Linked DNA regions of Sus scrofa: regions 1 and 2 are each linked to region 3. Evidence: chromatin contacts called from public Hi-C data. All regions are on one chromosome and are shown on one strand. The core of a region is the stretch at or near the end of the contact, and the rest is flanking DNA. Distances in the headings are between cores, read along the strand shown.

Region 1 (4,289 bases), core at 446-2,945, 520 kb before region 3:
ATGCTCCCCAACATAAGCCATAGCCTTGGCAACCCTGGAGCTGAGTGGTATCTTTGACCTACGCTGCAGCTGGTGGCAAAGCCAGATCCTTAAACCACTGAACGAGGTTCAACCTCACAGACACTATGTCATGTTCTTAACCCCCTGAACCACAACAGGAATTCCCACTACAATATGTTCTTATTTGGAGGAAGTGGACAGCTCCAGCTGAGCACCAACTCAGGAAAGATACTAGCTGTCTTGCTTACAGTGGGTTAAATAGAAGACACGCTGCTATGGAATCTCTGACCTTAAATGATAAAGATGATAGATACATTGGTGGAAATAAATCCATTAGCTGTCTTCCCTTCTAAGGTTGAGATAAAACGTTTTTTTTTTTTTGCTTTTCAGGGCCCCACTCACAGCACATGGAAGTTCCCAGGCTAGGGGTCAAAGTGGAGCTGCAGTTGCCAGCCTACACTACAGCCAAAACAACACAGGATCTGAGCCATGTCTATAACCTACACCACAGCTCACAGCAATGCTGGATCTTTAACCCACTGAGTGAGGCCAGGGATTGAACATACATCCTCATGGATACTAGTTGGATATATTTCTACTGCACCACAACGGGAACTCCATTTTTTTTTAGTACTTTAAATCTCCTTTCTCCTTCATTTTTGGTAATGAAAAGTATATTTCTTGCCCTTTTTTCCTAATTGTAATACAAATGATGGACAGTATTTTGAGTTAAAAAACTTATTTCTTGATAAATATCATAGATTTCCTCCACACTATAATCTCTGGACATAATTGATATCATTGCTATTATCATAAAAATGTAAGGACATTGTCACAAATGACAGTGCTGTACAAATCATCTAAAGCAAAATTTTTTCTCCTTTCAGAAATTCTACCTCTGAGAGTTTTTCCACATAAGATACAAGAGGAATTTGTTTTCGCTGGTTCCTCTTAATCATCAATAGCAAGATTATACTTATATGGGTATAATACTCAGTAATACCTGTACTAGTAATGTAATTTAGATGATATTTGGTAATTTATTTAGGTTTACAGAGCATCATTTAAATTTATTATCTAATTTAGTTTTCAAAAGGTATTATTCCCTCTTTTGACACATAAGCAAACTGAAGCTTGGGGAAGTGAAGGGAATTTGCTAAAGACGTACAGATGACAAGTAGCAAAGCCAAATGCAGGAGTATTTTGTCCACATCTCATGTGTACCATATTAGGGTTTGCAGAATAAATATAATACATGTTTTTGCCTTTAGGGAACTTGCTGTTTAGTTGGGAAAAATATTGATGCCATGAAAATAACTTGCATGGATGGCAGATGGATCATTGTCTTGGGACCAGAGGACTTTTGCAGCTCATAAAAACCTGTTTCTTTTAACTGAATAAAATTATATGTAAAGTGTAAAACAGAAAATCTTTTCACTGACAAAGGTGTTGTCACAGACATCTGTTGTCTGAGGATCTCAGAGACAATTTGAAATAAAGCTAGATTTACCTCCACATAAATGTTTATCAGCCAATTATCATGTCTTCCAACATCCATGCAATGTACAGCATAGATACACAGGGGAAGCCTGGTTGTGTCCTTAAGAAATGAACCCAGTTTTACATCCGGACCTGTGGCAGGACCAGCAGCATGACGCATGTCAGGCCTGTTGATTGAACAAGCTGCTCCAAGTGACCTCAGGCTCCGTCCTCTATAAAACTAGGAGGTTAATATTCAGCTGTGCTGTTAACTGGGGCATAAAAGTAGGGACAAGATTTGCAATCTGTTAATGTTTTCTTAAGCTCTTGTTAAGTAAGAGCTAAATCCACCATAAATGGGAGCAATATAAATTAAGCTGCTGTAATTAGCAGTCCAAATGTGTACCTTTGCAAAAGGTTATCTTTAATGCCTTTTTTTTTATTAACATAATCATGTGTTTTGGATAATCATAGCCATGGGGAAAAACTGGGAAATACAAAAGTCCTATTTCTCAGTCACACAGAAAGGAGTGGACTCCACAGCAAAGTATGGAAAATAATAGAGAAGACATCTATACATCTACCAAACCAGATTTAACAAATATTACCATATTTTCTTCAAATTAGTATTGGTAAAGAAATAAAGTGTTTAATGTAGCTGAGAAAAAAAAAAGAAAGAAAAAGGAAGAAAGAAAGAAAGAAAGAAAGAAAGAAAGAAAGAAAGAAAGAAAGAAAGAAAAAGAAATTAGTGTATTACAAATGAGCCACAACATAATTTGTTACAATAGTGTTGGGTAGTTAAGATATTTGGAGGGAGGAGACAGACCATTTAAAAGTAAGTTTTAGTATCTTGCTCTTTAAGGAGATGGTGTATGTAAGGCATACCCACAGTTTGGCACATAGGAGCTGTTCAAACACATGCTAGCGCTTATGAAGTTAGTGTTTGGGATAATCAGAGAATGTAGATCCTCTATCATTGTGTCCAGAGCCTTTCTTGCCCTTTTTTTTTTTTCTTTTTATAGCCACAGCTGAGGCATATGAAAGTTCCCAGGCTAGGGGTTCAATTGGAGCTGCAGTGGAGGCCTATGCCATAGCCATGGCAACACTGGATCCCAGCCACATCTGCAGCTTACACCACAGCTTGTGGTGACACTGCATCTTAACCCACTGAACAAGGCCAGGGATGGAACTTGCATCCTCATGGATGCTATGTTGTGTTCTTAACCCACAAAGCCACAATGGAAACTCCTTAAGCTTTAATATAGCTCTTACCTCACTGATGCCAATGCTGTTGACTTGACTGGTCTCACTCCTCAGGCTTGGAGCTTTCTTAGAATGAGGGTTTATCTTTCTCTCCCTGGCAACTGCTGCATCTCCTAGCAGACACTAGGTACTAAATAAGTATCTGTTAAAGTAATGCCTCTAGCCCAATGTTTCTCTGTTCAGTATTTCATATAGATGATCTGATTTTAGCTAATCAGAGTCAAAATTGAATCTCTCTAGATCAGAACATCATCTCTTACCTGTTCTCTCAGCAGCCTACCATACCAATCTCACCATCTCTCTTCTGCTTCACCCACCTTCTCACCTGTTATCATTCGTTCAGTTCTCATGATGGTGTCAGCAGACCTTTATAAAACAGAATCTGATTCTTTTGCTCAAGAAGTTTTGGTGCTTTCCCATGCCCACTGGGATAAATACATAACTCTTTTTAATGAAGTGCAAGGCCTTTTTGTGCGTACATACTTCCCTCTCCAGTTTCTTCTGTCACTTCCCTCTTTTTTCTTTATTTGGGGGGCCATGTTCCCTGCATGCAGAAATTTCCTGGGCCAAGGATTGAACCTGAGCCACAGCAGTGACAATGCCAGGTCCTTAACCTGCTGAGCCACTAGGGAACTCCCATCTCTTTTATATTACATTCCACCTGTACAGCAACCATTGGCATCCTCATCTCTCTAACTTTTGCATCTGCCCTCCCCTCCCCCCACCACCCCCACAACCATTTGCTTCTGTGCAGGAGTGTCTTACCTACTCCCCAGCTCACAGCCTGATACTTTTCTCTCTATGAATCTTCCCTCGCTTCTCACGGCAGTCTGAGATTCCTTTCCTCGGCTCTCCCAATCCCCGCCACTTCCCCACTGCCTCACCCAGGCTTACGCATATCTTTATTAAATCAAAATTCTTGTACTAAATTGAGTGTTTTCATGCCTATCTTCCCACAAAACCTTGGACTCTTCGAGATAGTATACTATTTGAAGGTAATAGTAACTCAAGATGTGTGTTGAACAAATGAATGCATGAAAAAATAAAAGAATTTGATAGATGTGACTATAAGAGTGTCTTCATAAAGTCAGAAATTGAAAAAGAAAAATCCTGGGAGTTCCCTTTGTGGCTCAGAATTAACAAACCCAAATAGGATTCATGAGAATGCGGGTTTGATACCTGGTCTCGCTCAGTGGGTTAAGGATCCTGCGTTGCTGTGACTGTGGTGTAGGCTGGCAGCAGTAGCTCTGATTGGACCCCCTAGTCTGTGAACTTCCATATGCCTCAGGTTCATCCCTAAAAAAAAAAGCAAAAAAAAAAAAAAAAAAAAAAAAGAAAGAAAGAAAAGAAAAAGAAAAATCCTATAATCTAGATATTTGTTGAAATGACTAATTCTCCATGTTGTGGTGGTAAAGGCAGCAGTGAAAGGAAGAAAAACTATCATGCATTCAGTGCTCATTCACCACGGGCACATAGACCAGCTGTCTTAATACTCTTTCCTCCACCTTCAGCCCTAAGAAAGAAAGAAACAGGACAACACGATTCAT
Region 2 (4,170 bases), core at 237-2,736, 650 kb before region 3:
CCACAGCCACAGCCACAGCAACATGGGATCCGAGCCGAATCTGCTACCTGCACCACAGCTCACAGCAATGCCGGATCCCTGACAAACTGAGCGAGGCCAGGGATCGAACCTGAATCCTCATGCAATAGTAGTCAGATTTTTTTCCACTGCGCCACAATGAGAACTCCCATGCCAATGTCTCTTGATTTTTTTTCTTAAGCTTTATTTAAAAAAAAACCTCAAATATACATACTCTCATACTAATAGATACTGAGAAATGAGATAGAATAAAATTCTCTAGACCAAGGTTTTGGGGGTTTCTTAACTATAGCTCATTGGACAGTTTGGTAAAATCATTCTCCAAATAATATTTATAAATAATATGTACAATGAAAATATATAGTATTCAAAGGACACTAAATATATTAAAATATAGTTAAGATATTTAAAATTTATATAACGTGCTTCTTTATTAAGACATGAAATATCAAGGAGGAGTGCAAATCTAGTATAATTTTGTAATAGTGAAAATATAAATGATATTTCAAGGTATCTGCAAGAACTGTATAAGGATATGAACATACTGCCTTTTATTGGTGACAAAAGTTTTAACTACTGTGATTTGTTGCTTGCAGTCATAAAAGGAAATGCTAAATTTCACTTAGGGAATAACGAAAATAGAGATGTAATTTTTTTTTTTTTTTTTTTTTTTTTTTTTTTTTTTGCTCTTCCAAGTTCATGTAGCCCTGAAGTCTTGGCCTTGAGAATAAGAGCCTACCCAGAACTCTCAGGCCTTGAGACTAAAGCCCCCAATCTAGCTTCCAGCAGGCAGCATCAGTCGTCCATCCCCCCCCCCCCCCCCCCCCCCGCCCCCGCTTCCCCACCCCACACACCTTTTTTTTAAGGTGAAAAGGGTAGCACTTACCTTCCAGAGTCTCACACTGGACCAGGTTGATGTAGTCCTGCTGGGTCAGGAGGCCAGCTTTGCACCCTCGCACCAAGCCCTCCAGGTAGCCATGGTCCACATTGAAGTACAGCTCAGCGCCCTCAAACATGGAGGAAGCAATCACTGCCCACCTAGGCTGAAACAGCTCTGTGTCCTGACCAGCCCTGAAGACGTGCACCAGCCTGGAGAAAAGTACTTAGCTCTTGCCAGGAGTTATTGGGAAGTGATCTCTCAGCTGATAGTCAGGGTTTTCATGACTAGTTTCCTCCGCTTTCAGTGGCTTTCAACACCATGAGCTCAGTCCTGTTTTTACCTCAACAGTGAATCAGCTAGATAACCTTAGTGAACCCAGGAACCAAACCCCTGCTATGAGGCGGGGGAGGAGGTCAGGTGAGGGCGGGTCAGGGCTCTGCTCCTTCCCTACCAGAGCAACTAGCGCCTTCCCAGCTTCGCTACTAGAACCCCTGCTACAACTGAACATTTTGTAAACTTTTCTTCCCATGTAAGCTTCTGAGGTTTCCATTGTAAATGACATTAGTTTTAAACATCTTGAGAACTATTAAAAAGAAAGGAAGGGCTTTAAAAAATTAACTTAATGTAAATAGATCAAAGGCAAGTAGGCAGTTTGGAGATCCTGGAGAAGCTAGTTCAGCAGCATGGGGTGTTTGTAAAACAAAAGGCCAGGAATGCCTTAACCTGGCCAAAGCCTGGTACCTGCTTCTCTCCCCACCCCCAGTCTAGGCGCAGAGACCAGAAAACAGTCCTGGGAGCAGGTACACAGTCTTGTGATTCTATAGTAATAAGCCACTACCTTTGAAAAATACTAATATGATAGTATTACCCACATTCCAAATAAGGAACCAGCTCTCAGAAGCCCTGAGGCAGCTCAGAATGCAGTTTATTTAAGCCAGGACTTAATTGTTGTTTCATGCGCCAAAAAAGAGTGTTAGTTTTCCTCTATGCTTAGCTCAAAAATTCTATCAAATATAGAGTTCCCTGGTGGCCTAGCAGTTGAGGATTTGGCATTTTCACTGCTGTGGCTCTGGTCACTACTGTGACATGGGTTCATTTCCTGGTCTGGGAACTTCTGTATATGACAGATCCTGATCACAATTTCACATATGTAGTATTTCACTTTCACATATGTTGTGCCAAATTCTTAACTGAAAGGTCAGAAATTCGCCAGTCTCTTCTCAATATTTCCAAACTGAAAGAAGCTCGGTATGATTGAGTCAATGTAAATTCTGTTTTAGTTGTTGGAAATCACAGAGAACCAAACAGTGTAGAGCTTTGAACGTATTCAATAAACAGAAGTTATTATTTTCTTTTTCATTATCCAACCCTCCCCCCAACATACTCAAACTCAAAACTCAAATTCAGACTCAAAACTTGACCTCAAAACTCAAAGCATACTCAAACTCACACACACCCAAACTCCCTGGGTATGTTTTAGATTGAATTATATATGAATTTACCACTTTGGTAAATTAAAAAAATGATCGTGGAAGTTCACATGTGATGCAGCGGGTTAAGGACCCAGCATTGCTGCAGCTGTGGCATAGGTTGCAATTGTGGCTTGGGTTTGATTCCTGGCCTAGTAATTTCCACATGCAAAAAAAAAAAAAAAAAAAAAAAAAAAAAAAAAAAAAAAAAAGTTGCATAACAGCAATTTTATATAGTTCAATTTGATACAAACTTACAATCAAATAAATAAATTATTAAAACAAAGACATCATTTCCTAATTACTTTTATTTATGCACTTGAGGTAATTTATACCTCTTGTATGTATATGGTAGATATTCTGTCTAAAAGGGTACATGCAACTCTGGGTTTCATGATGTCCCAATGGTAGCTTAGAGGGGACCATAGTGGGAGTTTTCCACCATGAAAAGAGGCAAAAGCTACAAATTAGGGTTTGATTTGTTGCTGGTTATTGTTCAGAATTAAAATAGTGATGAAAGAGTTCCCACTGTGGCAGGATCGGCAGCATCTCTGCAGCACCAGCAAATGGTTTGATCCCCAGCCTGGCACAGTGGGTTAAAAGAACTAGTATTGCTGAAGCTGTCAAGTAGTTTGCAACTGCAGCTCAAATCTGATCCTAGCCTGGGAAATCCATATGCCTCAGAGCAGCCAAGAAAAAAAAAAGTGATGCAGAAAATGCCATTAATGGAAATTAAAATTAAAAGTGTGTGGTATCTATAGTTACATTGTGAATTGCAAAAAAATTGAAGAAATAGTCTTTAGTATTCAAAAACCATTGTCTGACTCAGCAAAGAAGCCCTCATGTTACATATGTCTTCATCATTTCATCTTTGTCCTACTCAGTAATATAAATACAAATATCAACCAACAATCATTGCAACTACACTTGCTTGTCAGTGGCAACCACAGGTTGACAGATACTAGAGATGAATAAAAATCAATGGAAACATACTGTGGAGTTCCCTTGTGGCTCAGTGGGTTAAGGATCCAGCATTGTTACTGATGCAGCTCTGGTTACGCTTTTGGTGCCAGTTCTATTCCTGGCTGAGGAACTTCTGTATGTTGTGATTCCTTGTGTGGATAAAAAAAAAAAAAAAAAAAAAAAGATAAAGTATGGCTTAATAAACAAACAAAAAAATGGAAACGTATTATGAAAATCAATCGACTATATGGAATTTATAACAAAGAATATTGTTTTATTGTTATTTGTGCATTGGGAAATACACATGCTTTATATTAATAAAATATGTGATAAACATATACAAAGATGTTGGGGGGAGAGCCAGTTGTTAAATATTTACAGCACCACACAAAATCTTCATAGTTTTGCTAAGAACTAATCCTGACGTCAACATGCTCAAAAAAGAATGGATTTTGTGTGAGTGTGTGAGAAAGACTTCAGTTTGCCATATTTTATATTAATAATCAGAAACATGTTTTACATGTCTAACATGTAAAATGATAGACATTTACTTCCTCTGCTTTTATGAAGTTGGAGGAGGAGACAGGCCAAGTATTTCCTTTTTCTTCTCATTATTCTTCTAACCTCGCAAAAGCAAAATGTCTCATTCCTGCTAAGAAACTCAGTACAGTGAAAAATACCTGGAGCTTCTTCATAAATGGGTTCTTTCAAGAGTTCCCTGGTGGCAAGTTGGGTTAAGAACCTGGCATTGTCACTGCTGTGCCTCAGGTTCGATCCCTGGCCCAGGAATTCTGCATGCTGCATGTGTGGCCAATAAATAAATAAATAAATAGGTCCTTC
Region 3 (4,060 bases), core at 476-2,975:
AGCTGCAGCATCTTAAATATAGTAACAGTATTTATTTTTGAATCAAATTCAGTCAGTTAATCAACAAACCATAGTGGCTTACTTGATATCTAAATATGTTGATTGAAGCCTTTCAACTTTTCCAGAGCTGACTCATTTTTACTAGGATATTGAAGGGATGCTCTGGGCTTATCTTCTTAAGAAAGCAGTCTCCAGCCACCCTTGTCTTTTCCCTTTAGAACTTTTTTTTAAACCATTTTTTTTTTTTTTTTTTTTTGGAAAGTACCAAACACCAGCAGTGACATCTAGTGCCTGAATCCAAAAGGAATCTGGAACTACTAGATTGTTCTTCCATCGCCCTGGCTGACAGATGGTGTTCATTCCAACACTAAGATTTCTTGAGTTTCTCTGTGATAATTCCTTTAAGCTCTTCTTGTCTAAGATGCACAGCAAACTCACTATGTCAATATTATGCTCATTTTGTGTGGATTAGCAAGAGACCTGAGATTAGCAAGAGCCAAGGCTCACAAGTCTTTGCACTTACTCCTCCTTCCTGCTGATGAGAAAGAGTACTCCTCTGTGACCACTATCCTTAACCTCAGATCTGAAAATGTGCAGAATGAAGTATTCAGATTGGCCCCGGATGATTCAATATGGGAGGGGAGGGCCAGAAACCCTGAAGATTTTCCAAAAGCCTTTACCTTTCCTAGAAAAGCTAAAGAAAAAAAAAAATCCACTTTTCTCTTAGATGAGAAAGCAAGAACCTGATTTCTCTAGAAAAATCCTAATTATGCTCCCTTAATTTTTGGTGAACACTTTTGTGAATTTTTTGGGTTCTGAATTCCCCTAATTGGAAGAATGGCCCCAGAGGAGAGGAGGCATGTGTGTGGTAGATGGATCTACAGGGGATCTGAGGGAAGAAAGCTAAGTGAGCAAGGAGTTAGTGCCTTTAATGAAGTCTTTGAGCCTCAAAGGCAGGAATGAGGTCTTGATTCAACAGAGAATGAGGACTGAAGAAAGAATGGTCTCTAGAGTTCCGGTTGTGGCTCAACAGTAACAAACCCGACTAGTATTCATGAGATTGCAGATTTGATCCCTGGCCTCGCTCAGCGGATCAAGGATCTGGCATTGTGGTGAGCTATGGTGTAGGTCACAGACATGGCTCAGATCCTGAATTGCTGTGGCTGTGGACTAAGGCCAGTGGCTGCAGTTCTGATTCTACCCCTAGCCTGGGAACTTCCATATGCTGCGGGAAAGGACCCAAAAAAAAGAAAGTGATCTAACTCTACCAAGAGGGAGATGGTGCCAAAGAAAAGGACCATGTGTACAAACACAGATACCTCTAGAAAACTTTTCTTTTTTTTACACATCAGTGACAATGCTGGATCCTTAATCACTAGGCCACCAGGGAACTCTGAGAAAAAAGATTTTAATAAGTAATTCTGATACCTGCTAACAGACCCTGAGCACTGCTGTAAGACCCTTCCCCCCGCCCCCACCACCCCCGGCCCACATCTAGTCCATCCCTTTTGCATAGAAGGAGAACAACTCACAGCTAAGACTCTGCCATTGATAGGAAACACTGGAAAGGACGACCTTTATAGAAGCACCAGTTAAGAGCCACCCAGCATGAAAGCAGCACTGACTCCAGGAAATTAACAGACAAACTTGCTTCAACCTGAGGCCGCTCCCTCTGATTGTGTGCTTAGCAGAGGCAGAACACAGAGGGTAAATATATCAAAGGTTTTCTGTTAATGAGTACTTCCCCAGCTTTCTCTCCCTTGGCAGGGGCAGAGGAATAGCCCAGTGGAATCGGTATGGTGCCCAGAGGATTAAGAGCTACCAAGAGCTGGTGGCAGGGATGCACCCTGAGGGAATGGTAGCCCGGAGATGCACCTGCAGGAGAAGGGAGAAAGGAGTTAAGAACAAAAGAGAAAAAAAGAGAGAGAGAGAGAGAAGGAATTCCAGGACCCCACGTATGGGCAGACTTATTCATGACACAAATGCGACGCTCTCTGTTTCATACTAAAAAGTAAAGCCAAGGGAGTCTTTGGAAGGGACTGGAATCCAGCACTAGCAGGTCGAAGTCGGTTCTGTGTTAAAGGCCCATGGTATGCAATCTCCTGGTGGCCTGCCTACTTCCAGAGGGAATCAGCTTTTCTTCTCCAACAGCACCACCTGGGGGTTAACAATAGGAACAGATCAGGGCTGCCCTATAACTTCCTCATTTTTCATCCTTTAAAGAGATCATGCCCACGTCAATTTTTTTTCCTAAAGTTTTGGGGGGTTTGTTTGTTCGTTTGTTCTTCCATTTTTAGCTGCCCCTGTGGTATGTGGAAGTTCCCAGGCCAGAGATAAAATATGAGCCAGAACTGCTGAACTACACTGCAGCTGCAGCAATGCTGGATCCTTAAACCCCTGCTCTGGGCCAGGTATTGAACCAGCCCCTCCACAGAGACAATCTGGATTACTGACCCACTGTGCCACAGTGGGAACTCTCCTGAAGTTTTATTTTTTAATTCCTGTTAAAATATGCCTTTTCTTTCACCACATATTCTCCCTTTCAAATGCTGACTATTTACTGCAAGAACCTCTTTCTCCTTCTCCCCATCCTCTCCTGTGCTTCCTTTCTCTTAGTGCTTCTCTCACACCAGCAGTGTTGTTTTGGAAGATCTGGTGTCCAGAGCAGAAAGACTGCCTCAGTTTGAAAATATGGCATCCATTAAACTCTGAGGGAGGGACTGCAAGTGAATCAACTAGACAGTAAGATTTATACTCTTGCACATGGCATGAAAACTTGAAGAAGCCTTTCAAAGCACCAAAGCATGATTGTAAATAAGTTGTGAACATATATGTATATGCATTATTGTACTAACTCACATCTTCGGCTGCAAAAATCTTGTCAAAGTTTTTTTAAGGAGCACTGCACACTCTATATGATGCCAAGCTGACATATAAGTCTACACTCAGAGAGTTCTCGTTGTAGTTCAGTGGGTTAAGAACCTGATATAGTGTCTATGAGGTTGCAGGTTGGATCCCTGGCCTTGTTCAGTGGGTTAAGGATCTAGTGTTGCTGTGGCTGTGGCACAGGCTCAGCTGCAGCTCCAATTCAACCCTAGATTGGGAACTTTCATATGCCGTAGGTGTGGTCATGAAAAAAAAGAAAAAGAAAAAAAATAGCCTACACCCAGTCTTCTTCAGCAGCACAAAACTACTCCAGAAAAGTAAAGATTATACTGTGGGAGTTCCCATCGTGGCTCAACAGAAACGAATCTGAGTAGGCTCCATGAGGACACAGGTTCGATCCCTGGCCTTGCTCAGTGGGTTAAGGATACGGCATTGCTGTGAGCTGCGGTGTAAGTCACAGACGCGGCTTGGATCCTGCATTGCTGTGGCTGTGGCATAGGCCGGCAGCTACAGCTCTGATTCAACCCCTAGCCTGGGAACCTCTATATGTTGCAGGTGTGGCCCTAAAAAGCAAAAATAATAATAACAGAGAAGAAGAAAAGGAAAGAAAGAAAAATATCAAACATTGTGTGATTTTAAGGTGTAAAATGTGTTGACTTGATACATTTGTATATTGCATTAGCTTATACCTCTCTCATGTTCCATAATTATCATTTCATTTTTTTATGATAAGAGCATTTAAGTCTATTCTCTGAGCAACTTTGAAATATATAACACAGTATTACTGACAACAATCTCTATGTTCCAGAATGTATTCATCATCTAGTTGCAAATTTGTACCCTTTGACTATGTTATTTTAAATATGCATGAAAACTATTGATTTGTTCATTAAATAAGTATTTATTGATGTCTATCATGTGCCAAGGACTACTTTGATGCTAGGAACACTGATTAACAAAATAAAATCCCTGTTTCTAAGGAGGTTAACATTTAGAGTTCCCTTGTGGTGCAGCAGGTTAAGGATCTGGTATTGTGACTGCAAAAGCTTGAGTTGCTACTGTTGTACAGGTTCAATCCCTGGACCAGGAACTTCTGCATGCCACATGAGCTAAAACAAACAAACAAAAAAAATTAGCATTCTAGTAGGAGAAACAGACAGATGTTTTTAGAAAT

Evidence for each region. A called contact is a pair of places that touch in the nucleus more often than the background predicts.
Region 1: a Hi-C map of liver shows a contact between it and region 3, with 2.8 times the contacts expected there. The contact joins two enhancer-like sites. A contact is called at or near these places in 1 of 5 promoter capture datasets (liver), 24 of 47 Hi-C or Micro-C datasets (alveolar macrophages, embryonic fibroblasts, epiblast stem cells and 13 more) and 1 of 2 datasets of contacts at active chromatin or transcription factors (skeletal muscle).
Region 2: a contact with region 3 is called in a Hi-C map of liver, with 2.1 times the contacts expected there. The contact joins the promoter of ATP6V0D2 here to the enhancer-like site in region 3. A contact is called at or near these places in 1 of 5 promoter capture datasets (liver) and 8 of 47 Hi-C or Micro-C datasets (embryonic fibroblasts, epiblast stem cells, fetal liver and 3 more).

Annotation. Positions count from the first base shown.
Region 1 is chr4:50,881,111-50,885,399 of Sscrofa11.1, forward strand. No RefSeq gene overlaps it. Among named protein-coding and RNA genes, the nearest start is that of ATP6V0D2, 130 kb to the left of the region's middle. Within about 2 kb of position 1,696, at least 3 of the 83 cell types and tissues checked have an H3K27ac peak or open chromatin away from gene starts, as enhancers often do. A contact at or near this core is called in liver, where this site is marked.
Region 2 is chr4:50,747,887-50,752,056 of Sscrofa11.1, forward strand. ATP6V0D2 (V-type proton ATPase subunit d 2) reads right to left here and starts at 1,487. Exons shown (of 8, transcript XM_003125581.4): 1 at 905-1,487. The coding sequence starts at 1,034.
Region 3 is chr4:51,396,761-51,400,820 of Sscrofa11.1, forward strand. No RefSeq gene overlaps it. Among named protein-coding and RNA genes, the nearest start is that of C4H8orf59, 70 kb to the right of the region's middle. Within about 2 kb of position 1,726, at least 6 of the 83 cell types and tissues checked have an H3K27ac peak or open chromatin away from gene starts, as enhancers often do. A contact at or near this core is called in liver, where this site is marked.